Regions from separate parts of the Sus scrofa genome. Here region 1 is linked to region 2. The links are chromatin contacts, called in public Hi-C maps. All regions are on one chromosome and are shown on one strand. Each heading gives the region's core, a stretch centred on a gene start, on an enhancer-like site or on the middle of the called end of the contact. The rest is flanking DNA. Distances are from core to core; before and after follow the strand shown. Region 1 has its middle 35 kb from the start of BCL2L11. Region 2 overlaps LOC106509733 (a long non-coding RNA gene).

What was found. A called contact is a pair of places that touch in the nucleus more often than the background predicts.
Region 1: a contact with region 2 is called in a Hi-C map of heart right ventricle, with 1.7 times the contacts expected there. The contact joins two enhancer-like sites. A contact is called at or near these places in 3 of 47 Hi-C or Micro-C datasets (heart right ventricle and liver).

The regions. Positions count from the first base shown.
Region 1 is chr3:45,160,184-45,166,377 of Sscrofa11.1, reverse strand. It overlaps a transcript of BCL2L11 not described here. Among named protein-coding and RNA genes, the nearest start is that of BCL2L11, 35 kb to the left of the region's middle. Within about 2 kb of position 2,732, at least 11 of the 83 cell types and tissues checked have an H3K27ac peak or open chromatin away from gene starts, as enhancers often do.
Region 2 is chr3:45,018,559-45,024,403 of Sscrofa11.1, reverse strand. The region is part of intron 4 of LOC106509733 (a long non-coding RNA gene); the gene reads right to left. Among named protein-coding and RNA genes, the nearest start is that of BCL2L11, 180 kb to the left of the region's middle. Within about 2 kb of position 1,708, at least 22 of the 83 cell types and tissues checked have an H3K27ac peak or open chromatin away from gene starts, as enhancers often do.

The DNA of each region.
Region 1 (6,194 bases), core at 1,483-3,982, 140 kb before region 2:
AATGGGTAGAAGTGGTCTTCCATCACCCACGGGGGCCACGCTGTCCCTCACCTCACCCTGTCACCTGTGATTATGGCAGCGGTCGTCATCATTCTGGAAGATGCTGTGATAGCCCCCCACCCGGAGGGGTGGGGAGGGCAAACACCATCCAGACAGACACCACGTTCTCCCTTGCCCAAACTGGAGCAGAGGTTCTGTCTCTCCCAGAGTCCTTCTTGGTCTCAGAACCCAGAGTGCAGTCCCCTGTAATGTGTTCCCACCTAGAGGTAAATCTTCATTAATAAAAAGTTGAGAACATCCTGGTCATTCCGTGTTGAAGTTCAGTAAGAAACCAGTTTTTGAACAAGTCTTAAAAATTACTCCAAGTCTCAGTTCTGTAGGTGTGCCTTGCTTTTTGGTTTGTCTCCCAGAGTTTGGTGTTGGGCTCTTTTTGGTAAGACAACAAAGGTAGTGTTCTGTTTCCCTTGTTACCTTGACTTCCAGGAAACTCTAACCTGAACTGCGGCTCTCTTGCAGCAAATCTCAGCCCTAGTTCCTACAAGGGAACTTTTTTCTTAATGTTATCTGTGGTCTTTCTTAGCCTTTATTTTTTATTGCACTGCGTGGTTTGGATGGTGAACTCCCCCGAGCAGCACTGAGTGTGCCTGTGTGTCGTGCCTACTGAGACACGCAGCCCAGGGAGTTTTGGCCCCACTTTGGAGCATGGATCTGTGAGCGTATGTTCTCCACTGTGCTGATAGCTGAGCTGAGCTGTTTGGGTCACTTGGTAGTTCCAGATCCTTGCTCTGCGAGCTCTATCTGTGAAACGGCAGGAGAGGCACACAGGCTCGGGGTCGCAAAGACTGAAAGGTTCGTGCCTAGTTGTTCTATTTAGCAGTGACAGTGATTCATTTAGCTTTTCTTTTCTTTTTTTTTTTAATTATAGTTGATGTAAATGTTCTGTCAATTTATGCTGTACAGCAAAGTGACCCAGTCACACATATATATGTGTACACATTTTTTTTTTCACATTATCTTCCATCATGTTTCATCACAAGTGACTAGATATAGCTCCCTGTGCTATACATATACAGTAGAATCTCACTGCTTATCCACTCCAAATGCAATAGTTTGCATCTACTAATCCCAGACCCCCAGCCCATCCCATGAGAGTGGGTGATTCTTCTCGTCCCCAAGCTCAGGCGCACAAAGTCCAAAAGCCTGGCGTGTCTGGTTCACTTGGCAGAGGCCAGGCACGTCTCCATCTGCAGCCCAGTCAGAGCTGCCTTCTGCGGGCAGCCTGGGGTCAAGGCCTCTCCCACATCCCGCACACCTTCTTCCCTGGGTAGGGCATGAGAGCATGTTTTGCTGTGATTATTTTGGCTTCAAAATTCCATGATACTTGATAGGTGGTCTCAAGTGCAACTTGAAATTGGTCCCAGTGCTAAAGCCGTGGTGGTGGCCGGTGCTGGTCCCACTGCCTGCTTCCCTGTCCCACCCCATTTGGAGGCCCCACAGGCTGCTCCCTGGCCCTGGTAAGTCAGCTGGACCCTGCTCCCCACTCTAGGGTGGTCCCTTGCCACAACCCACTTCTAGCTGTGACTTTGGTGTGGCCGTGCAGCAAACTGCTCCGGATTCCTTGCTGAATGCTCTTGACACTGTCTCCAAGCTTCAAAAAAGAGTGAGTCTGTCCGGTGAAGCTCAGAGCACCTGAATCCCCCATCACCTACCTTTATGGGCCTGCTCTCAGACAGAATAGATCTGGAATGTGACATTGCTTTTCATCCTGGTTTTTTGCAGAAAATCAAGTACTTAATCACCATAAATTTAATTTTCATTAACTGGCTGCTGTTTGCTTCTTGTCATGCGCGGGGCCTGCCTCTCCTCCTGCAATGCCTTCAGTAACTCTCTGTCCTCAGAATCAGCCCGGGGCTCGGCCCTGGCTCCCCTACCCTCCACCCCCCTCCCAGCAGATGCTACCCTCTCTCTCCTTTTCTTTACCTCGGTGTTGCCCTTGTCACAAAGTCATGGTCATTTGCACGGCTCTGTCTGAAACCAGAGTGTGAGCTCCATGAAGGAAGTGCTGTCATGTGGCTCTGGACAGGAGGGACCCCCCCCAGCATCTGGACTATGTTTGGCTGTAGGCCTTGGGTTTCCCTGTAAAGTGTGGGTGTTCTCTGTCTGCGAGGTGGGAATCTGTACCTGCCTGCCTCCTGCTCCAGGAGCAGCGGCTGTGGCTTTCTCCTGGGCCCTTCCCACCAATGGTGGCCCTGTAGGCGCCCTGTGGGAGGCACTGTGCCGTGCTCTTCTGCACGTGGTGCTGGTGGCTCAGGGGTGCCTGAGAGACCTGGGTGCAGACACAGACTCGAGGTCAGGTGTTCCCTGTGACACAGGCAGGTGTGGAGCAGGAGCCCCTCGCCCGAGAGGAGCGTGGACTATCAGGATGGCCATAAAAGTCAGTGAGCCCAGATAATGCAGTTCCTGATCTAGACCATGGAGGTGAAAATGCCCCATGGGCAGGATCTACACCACGCGTGCGTGTGTGCGTGTGTGTGTGTGTGTGTGTGCGAGACACACGCACATAAATTATTTGTGCCTAGTAGCTCATTTCATTCTTTAATAATCTCTTTACCCAAATGACTCATTGTAATAGATCTCTCTTAAGTGTTTTTATGATTTAGACTAAAACAGTGTTACGTAACTCTGGACTAAGAAGTGTTGTTTTTCACTTAAAGGGCAGAGGATCAGGAGCAGTGGTTGGTTGAGCATGAGCGGGTGTATTCGTTGGCCAGGGCAGCTGGAGCACGGTACCATGGACAGAGGGGCTTAAACAGCAGAAATGTCTTTTTCATGGTCTTGGAGGCCAGAAGCCCCAGGTCCTGGGCTGGCTGGGCTGACGTGGGCTGCCCCCACCCCCACCCCAGCACCGTCTGGTGCAGACCGGGGGCTCTGAGACTCCTGCACAGGAGCTGATTGGTACAGGGGTCAGAGGGCAATGCGTCTGCCAGACCTGGGAGTTGCCTGTCCTCCAGACCTGCTGAGCCAGCAGCGGCTCCGGCCGGCGGTGCCAGCTGTCAAGGGCTTTCTGGGCTGGCACGGCTCTTGGCACTAGTGATAATGGCTTCCTCTGTTGAATGTCGTCCAAAAGCAATTGTTCGCTGGCTTAACGGCGTGTGCCATGTCGTCACGTGTGCCGTCCCTGTGTCCTCACTAACTCAGATGTTGCAGCATCCTTGCACTTGTCAGGGATCGGGTGTTCTTTTGCCAGATTTTTCTTTCGTTCCCCTGCCACCCCCACATATCTTTGCACACCCCAATGTTCTTCTCATGTGAGATGAAAAGCGAAGCTCAAACTAAACTTGGGAAGATTTCTCTGTCTCTTGTCCTCAGAGGATGCATGGAAGGTGCCTCCTCTCCGACGCTATCAGTTCCGGAATGTGCAGTTGGCTAACTATCAGCATTGGGGTCTGTCCCTAGCATGTGAACCCCATCCCCCTGTGGTGTCGTTTTGCCTCTGTTCTCTAGTCCCAGCCATAACAACTGGTTGGCTTGAGATTTCCCACCTTGAAGTGATAGTTTAGCTGAGCCCCACGCACGCTTTTCTTCATTTTAGTAAGCCGTGGTTTTATTTTGAATAAGCCTCTTTCAACCTGTTAATATTAGTCTCAACTAAAATTAACCTTCCCCGAAATTATTCTCACCCAGAAGCAGCAAAGTAATTTTGAAAGTTAAATCAAAACAAAGCAATCTTGTGTGTCAAACAGATAAAAATCACAGACTGTGGTTTCGGAGCGCCTCTGCAGGCATCGCTTACATAAAGCCGCTTTCCTCCATTCTGGTTCTGGAAGGAGCAAGGGAAGTGCTCTGGCCTTATCATGATTCTATCCTGTCCAGCCAGCCCTAGAGGACCGTGGAAACAGCAGCCGAGAGGGCACTCCACTCGTAGCTGGCGTCTGAGGGCAGGGTTTGGGTCTAAGAAGGGAACGCCTGTCCTTAGCCTGACTCTCGGCCGGTGGTTCGGGGACGTGGGTGGGAAAGCACCCCCCAAGCTCCCAGCGGAAGAAGGGGGTTGGTGGGGCACTCCAGACGGAGCAGAGAGTTGGTCTGGGCTGTGGATTTCAGACCTGAACTGGGAAGCAGGTTGTAGCTCCCTTCATGGAGGCAGATATTACCAGCTTTGACTGTTTCAGAGTTTACACCCTACACTGATCTGCCAAATGGATTGGAACTCAAAGACCCCAGGCCCTCCGAGATCTTGAAATAACCTGGCTGTTCTCTTTTGAACAGTTTCTCGGCTTGTCATAACCTATGGTGGTCTCTGGCCAACAGGCCTTTTCTATTTTTCGTCACTCTTTGACCTCCACTCTGCGGTGGAAGGGGGCCTGGGGTCAGCTCTGCCAGTATCTGTGACCTTGGCCGCAGTGCTGGGCCAGTGGTTTACCCAGTGGAGCCACACGCCCACAGCCAGAGGCGCAGTGATGCATCAGTGCTCCACTTTATTTAGCTTCTTGGGGCAAATTACCCCAAATCGCTGGTTTCTCAAATAAATTACAGCCGCCTGCAATGAGGGCGTCTGAAACATTTGAACGTCAGTAATTCGGTCAGGAAGCTGCTTACCTCTTATGCATAGGTTCCTTCTTTCCCTTCTCTGGCTGCTCCAGGGCCCTCTTCCCGGGACCCCACCTCCAGGGCTTGGGGTGGCTTTTCTTCAGCACCTGTGTGGAGGTGGTGGGCATGTTCCCTTGCCAGGGTAGATGCTGCTTCTGATCAGGCAACTCTGGCCAGTGGTGGCATCCACTGTGGAAGAGTGGTTTTCAGAAGGGTGAACAGATTCAGGGACTCTTGGCGTTTTCCAAGCATCCTTTTTGGTCACTTTAAGAAAGAAAATCATTTGGTGCGCCTGCTCTTTATGGGGTGACGTCTTCCTGTGCAGGGGCGGGAGGAAGGACTCTGCTTCTTGGTCTCAGGAAGACTTGGCATTTGGGTGACACGGTGCCCTCTAAGGGGCATCTCCATAGCTGTTAGGATGGGACTGGTGGTTGCCTTAAATACGGGCATTTTTCCCCTCCCCTACGCCCAACCCCCTCCCCGCCTCAAAATAAGTTGTGGCTGGAAAGTAAGCAACTTTCCTTTTGTTGTTTCAGGTCTTTCTGAATAATTACCAAGCAGCCGAAGCCCACCCTCAGATGGTTATCTTACGACTGTTACGCTACATCGCCCGTCTGGTGTGGAGGATGCAGTGACGCTGGGTTCCTCGCGGAGCTGGGACGTGTGCAGACATTTCGCTTGTTCAGACCAACGAGCCCAGCACTGTGGTGACGAGCCCAGCACCGTGGTGTCTCGGTGCCTCGAGGTGCAGCCCACGGTTCTTTGCCGGAGGGGCAGGCAGCCGGCTGGTGTGTCCCCGGAGGACACTGAGCTGCACGTGGACCTGACCTTGTCTATTGATCACCCCCATGGCAGAATTTCTAATGGAGCTTCTGGTGAATGTAAATGAGGGAGGATTTTTTCTTTTTGAAACTGTGTACAAAATCATGGTTCTCCAGAGCAGGATTTGATGCAAGAATGATGTTTTACATGGGGTGTGGTTTTTTTTTTTTTTTTTTTTTTTTTTCCTTTCCCACCTTCTTTGATAAGAACAGGTTTTTCAAAAAGGAAATGGAAAGAAAGGAAATGGAAAGTTTTTAACCAGCTCAAGTGATTTTTGTACTAAAATTTTAAGAACCTTTTGCCTCCTCTCAGAGGATTATGTAAAGACTCCAGTGGAAACTGAGCCAGCTAATTCATAAAGCTGCCTTAGTTTATTTTTAGAGGTCACTGTATAGCATTTTTAAACGGGAGCAGTGTGGAGGGGCCCACCCTTCCCTGCCGTTGCCTTTGGGCCTTTTTTTTTTTTTTTAAATCATTAATTATCAATACCAAAAAATTCTTCTGAAATGGAACTGATGGAAGGGGCCAAAGGTCTCTGGTCAGCCTGTATTGACCTGCCACTCCCGTTTTGTAAATATATACTTACCTCCTTAAATTTGCTTGCATCTGCAGCAAAATTTCTCTCTCCCTGTGTCTCTCCTCCTCTCTCTTGGTGATGCTCCTTAAGCCTGTGGTGACACTGATGCACACGTTTGGTCCAGGGTATTTTCATTGTAAGAAGTGATTGGGTCAGAACACACGTTAGCATCTGCCTGCATCTGACACAGCCTGACTTGTGCTGCGTG
Region 2 (5,845 bases), core at 459-2,958:
GTGGGCAGCCTCTCGGGCTCTGTGCTTGCCTTATGCCTGCCCTACCAGCCTGCAAACATCCGATGGATGGTTCTGCAGCAAAGGTGTCCAGTTTCCTGGCCAAGGTCACTCATCCTTTGTCAACGGGGGGCGTGGAGCCCCCTTTGCTTTCTCATGGCCCTGGAGAACAGCCAGCCCCGCATGGCTGACAAGGCCAAGGTTAGGGTCTTCCAGCCCCTCTCTCTGCTCTAGGCCTGGAGCCTGGCTATGGGGGAGCAGAGGCAGGCCTCACCCAGCTCTGTGTTCACGCCCATCTCTTCCCTCTCAGCTGCAGAGCAAGGAGGGCCATCTTCAAGGCCAAGGGCTTTGCAGGGTATGAACCAGGGGTGTCTCGAGCACCAGAGAAGAAAAGGCAGAACCTCCGCGCCTCCTGCACCTTGCTGTATATTGAAAGGAACAAAGAAGAGTGTCACCTAAGTACAGTCCTCTCAGAGGGCCCAATTAAGACAAACGATTTTTGTAAAAGCAGCGTAAAACCCCCTAAATGATTGCCACGTTGTATTCGGGGCGGGGAGAGGCAGGTGATCAATACACAGGAGGGTCCCCTCATGTTAGCTGTTCGTCCCACCGGAGCAAGCTGCCAGTGCAAGTGCGCAGCTCCTGGGCTGTAATTTCATTTTCCTGAGCGCTGTTGGATACACGTTGCTGGGAGCCCAGGGCTCCAGCTCTTCTGGTGAACAGAGATGCAGGCCAAGAGCCAGAGCCAGAAAATAAATACACAAAGCCAGAAACCTCCTGTGCTGATGCAGCTGAAAGGTTACAGCTATGGGCCTTTCAGAGAAGCAGCCTCTCCAGAAACCTGCCCTGCCCCCGCCCCCGCCCCCCGCCCCCAGATGCACAGCCACAGGCAGCCGCCAGCTTGCAGAGACAGCACTGCTCCAGGCGGGTGCTGCAGGGAGACCCATGCCAGGCCAGGCCCTGCTCACCTCCTGCTTCCTCAGTCCAGGGGCTGTGGGATCCAGAATCTTCTCGAAGCACCTGAGGACGATGGAGGATCCCCCACCCCGCTTCCCAGCCCGAGCTACCCACCCTGTCTTCAAGGGTTTAGCTGGTTCCTTTTTTTGTTTTCCTTTCTTTTTTTCTTTTTTTTTTTTTTTGTCTTTTTAGGGCTGCACCCACAGCATACGGAGGTTCCCAGGCTAGGGGTCGAATCAGAGCTGCAGCTGCCAGCCTACACTACAGCCACAGCAACATGGGATCCTAGCCACTCTGCGACCTACACCGAAGCTCATAGCAACACCAGCTCCTTAACCCACTGAGCGAGGATCAAACCTGAGTCCTCATGGATGCTAGTTGGGTTTGTTAATCACTGAGCCACAGTAGGAACTCCCCTAGCTGGTTCCTGATGTACATGAGGGCCCCGCTTTGAGGAGACACCTGGGGGGTGAGCTGAGGGTCATAGGGTCAGGCCTCAAGGGCTGTTCCCTCTGCAAGACTCACAGCCACAGGCTGCCTTTCCAGGCCTCCAGGAGCCAGGACACACCCTGCCCGGTGCCTCCACCCCCACCAACCCCCTGTGCCCTGGCCCAGCCCCAGGCCCAGCCCAGGCCAGGAATGGTTTGCCCACACTTCCCAAGAGGTGGGAGGGACGGAGGCATGTACGTAGCCCAGTGTAGGCAGGCTCTCTGCCTCCCTCTTTGGAGGGGGTGCCGTGGCAGGCACTCAGGGGAGGCTTTCCACACACCCACCTCAGCCCATGGCAGAGCATGGCCTGGGCGGGGCTGTGACACCAGCCCTGGGCCAAAGAGTCTGGGCTAGAGTCCCAGCTCCTCTGACCCGACATGTGACCTTGAGCAGCTCAGCTCATCGGACCTGTTTCCTCATGTGTAAAATAGGACCTACTTCACAGAGTTGATCTAAGGATTAAATGAGTTTTTCTGTATGTACACAGACATAGCTATATGCACACCCATGCGTATATACACAGAATTATATATAATAATATAAATAAATTATATATGAGGGCAGAGGTATATACATGAGATTTATTTATAATAATGAGATTTATTTGTGTGTATATGAGGGTCTATGAGGTTATACATGCGCATGATATTTAAAGTACTTAGAACAACACCTGGCACCTAGGAAGGCTCCATAAATATTCATTGTTCTTCTTTTTCTTCTTCCTCTGGTTCCCATTGTCCATATAAGTGCAGCTCTGAGATCAGGCAGCCTGGGTTCAAGTCCACATCTAGCTACTCCATAGCCCTGTGAGCAGAGGTGAAGTTTGCCAACCTACCCAAGCCTCACTCAGTGTCAGCAGAATAAAGTCAGTTAGAAATCATAGGCCTTTTTTTTTCTTTTTTTTTTTTTTAAAGGTTGCACATGCAGCATGTGGAGGTTCCCAGGCTAAGGGTCAAATCAGAGCTGTAGCCACTGGCCTACACCACAGCCATAGCAACACAGGATCTGAGCCGTGTCAGTGACCTATGCCACAGCTCATAGCAACGCTGGATCCTTAACCCACTGAGCAAGGACAGGGATCAAACTCACATCCTCATGGATCCTAGTCGGGTTTGTTAACCACTGAGCAGCCACGAAGGGAAGGCCCAGAAATCATAGTATGAACTATACCCTTGAAACAAGTTAAAATTGTAAATTTTATTGTGTGTACATTTTACCACAATAAAATAAATCTTTTTTTCTTTTTAGGGCCACAGGTGTGGCCTATGAAAATTCCCAGCCTAAGGGTTGAATCAGACCTGCAGCTGCTGGCCTACGGCACAGCCACAGCAACACCAGATCTGAGCTACATCTGCGACCTGCACCACAGCACACGGTAATGCCAGGTCCTTAACCCACAGAGTGAGGCCAGGGATTGAACTGGTGTCCTCATAAACACTATGTCAGGTCCTTAAGCTGCTGAACCACAACTGGAACTCCAAAATAAATCTTAATTAATATCAAATTAATATCAGATATTTGCCTGACCCAAAGTTCACAAATACATCAAATGAAACCCATAATGTTAATGATAGTATTATTTGAACAGGTACTCCCCAAGCCTAGTGTCTAGGGCACAGTATTTACATTTGGAAGAGATCTTGAACTTAGATCCTGGTGGGTCTGGGGATCTGGAAAGTGTTGGGGCAAGATGGCAACAAGACCGGGCTCCCTACAGCTCTGGGAGGGAGAAACTCTGATATACTGCAACAGGGACAAGTTGGTGGCCCTGCAGACACTACACTGGGGCCTCTGGATGAGCCCTTCCTCATGGGCTGATGTCCACAGGAGGATATTTCCAACATTGTCTAGGCAAGAGGCCTACCTGCCTTCTTTCCAGACTTCTCCAGAAAGCATGCTCCAGCAAGCCCTCATAGTGCAACAGGCATCTCTCTGTCCTGCTCACCCCCAGGGTGACCCGAGATGCCTTCATCCCAGAGCCCCCCACAGTGACAGGATGGTTTCAGAGTGATGGCTCCAGGTCTGAAGGTGGCCCAGGAGTTAGGAGTAAAGGGAGCTATCTTTCATCACCAGGTGCCTGTGCACCTTCCTCTGGTTGCCCAGGCAACATGACAAGGCCTCTGCTTCTCACCAGGACAAGCCTGCTGCTTCTCAAGATGCACACAGGATTCTGGTGGGGACGGGAAAGGATGGGAGTGGCATGGACCATAGGTCGGAGCCTTGGGGACGCTGCAGGGGGCCTCACGGGGGGCTCACGGCAGAGCTTGTAGAGAACCATCTCATTTTCTGAGCATCCCATGTGCCAAGCACATTCTCAGCCATCCTTTGTCCTAGTCTTTCAGAGCAAAGCCTCCAGTTTAGGCCTTGTGTTCCCATTACACAGAAGAGAAAGCTGAGGTTCAGAGATTCATCAATTGTCACTGAGTCCCAGCACTGGTAGGAAAAAGAATTTGAACTCGAAACTGTCAGACTGCAAAAGCACACTATTCTTTCCACCCTGGAACTGCTCACACTTGGCAAATCACATGCCACATTTATGTAATAATTTTCTTCGGATCAACTTTAAGTCTTTTTTTAGTTAGCTTTGTCCTAAACAACACTGTCTATGAAATGGTGGATCTAATGTGGGACTTTCACTTTTTTTCAAATCTCATTAAAATTAATCTATGACTTTCAAAATAAACTCAAGCGTACACCACCTGCCCCCATTGTGCCAATTACCATATCCAGCAGGGTCCAAGAAACACCCAGTTGGGACATGACTAAGAGAAGAATTTCATATGCAGAACAGACATGGATTTGACACTCATCTTCAGCTATCAGTAAATGGACTTCAGCTTGGTCACTAGGGGAGATTCTGAGAGTCTTCTGGCCAACGATGTCCACTCCGGGCAGCTGGGAGAGGTTTAGAAGGAGATTTAAAGGAGAAAAGTAGGAGTTCCTGTTGTGGCTCAGCAAGTTAAGAACCTGACATAGCGTTGGTGAAGATGTGGATTTGATCCCTGGCCTCACTCAGAAGGTTAAGGATCTGACGTTGCCATGAACTGCGGTGTAGGTCGCAGAGGCAGCTTGGATCCTGCATTGCTGTAGCTGTGGCTCCTCCAATTCTCCTGGGAACCTCCATATGCTGTGGGTGTGGCTATAAAAAGAAAGGAGACCAGTAAGGAAGAAGCATCCATGAAACAAGCTGGCAGCACGTGAATATATGAATTGTTTCCTAACACTGCTGCACAAGTAACCAAAAACTGAGTAATACAATAGAAATTTACTTTCAGCTTATTTCTGGGAGCTGAAACAAGGTGTTGGCAAGGCCATGCCCTCTCTGAAGCTCCAAGGGGAGCCTCCTGCTCTGCCTCTTCTAGCTTCTGGTTGTGGTCAGTAGTGCTTGGCTTGTGGCTGCATCCAACCTCTGCTTCTGTCTTCACGTGGCCGTGTGCATGTGTGTGTGTGTCCCCCTGGGTCTGTTTCCTCTTCTCATGAAGACATCAATCATTGCGCAAGGGCACCCCCACTCAGTATGACTTCCCCTTAGCTAGTTACATCTGCAAAGACCCTATTACTAAACCAGGTCACATTCTGAGACTCCGGGTAAACATGGATTTAAAGGGACACTGTTCACTCCTGTGCAGATGGTGTGATCATGTGCATGATCTTGTGATCAAGGCAGTGCTGGGAGTAGGACCGAGGTGCTGCTTAGTGAGAGGCAGTTAACGTGGGAGAGGACCCTGGAGAGGAGGTGCCGGTCCCCTAAGTGTCTGGCCCTCTCACTGCTGGATGCCTCTAGAGCTTTCCACCTTTGTCAAGGGAGGCACACAGAGATCACCAGATGGCCTCCAGGCTTCAAAGTTCTGTTTCTATGCAACACTGGCGTCCGAGGACATCCAGAACCATGAGATCAGAGACGAAAAAGCAGGACCCAGTGCCGCCAGGGTCCACACCACAGCCGATATCATGAAGCGATTCAATGAAGATGGAGACACACTGATGGGAGAAGGAGAAGGACTCCCATTAAGAAGAAACAGAATGCAGGAGAGGCCCAAAGGAAGTAGGCACCGGGCCGGGGGGTGGAAGTGGCTCACCAGGGCCTGGGGCAGGGCCTACTGGTACTGCCTTTGGGGGGACAGGCAGGGCTAGTGGCCAGTGTCTGCTTGTTTCCTGCCGACACCTCCTTCCACTGTGGTTTGGATGGTTCTGGGCTCTGAACAAGGAGTTCTGGACATAAGGGAGCAGAGGTGAGGCTGCCATCTGGAGCCGTGCCAGGTAAGCCACGGCCCGCTGGGCCATGCCCATGGCTGCCAGAGGCGGCCCTGGGGTTGGGCTGGTGTCACTCATCCCGCAGGTCAGTCTTGCGTGAAAGAGAACATCACAGCCTTAGTGAGGCCCTTTTGGTTTCTACAAGTCT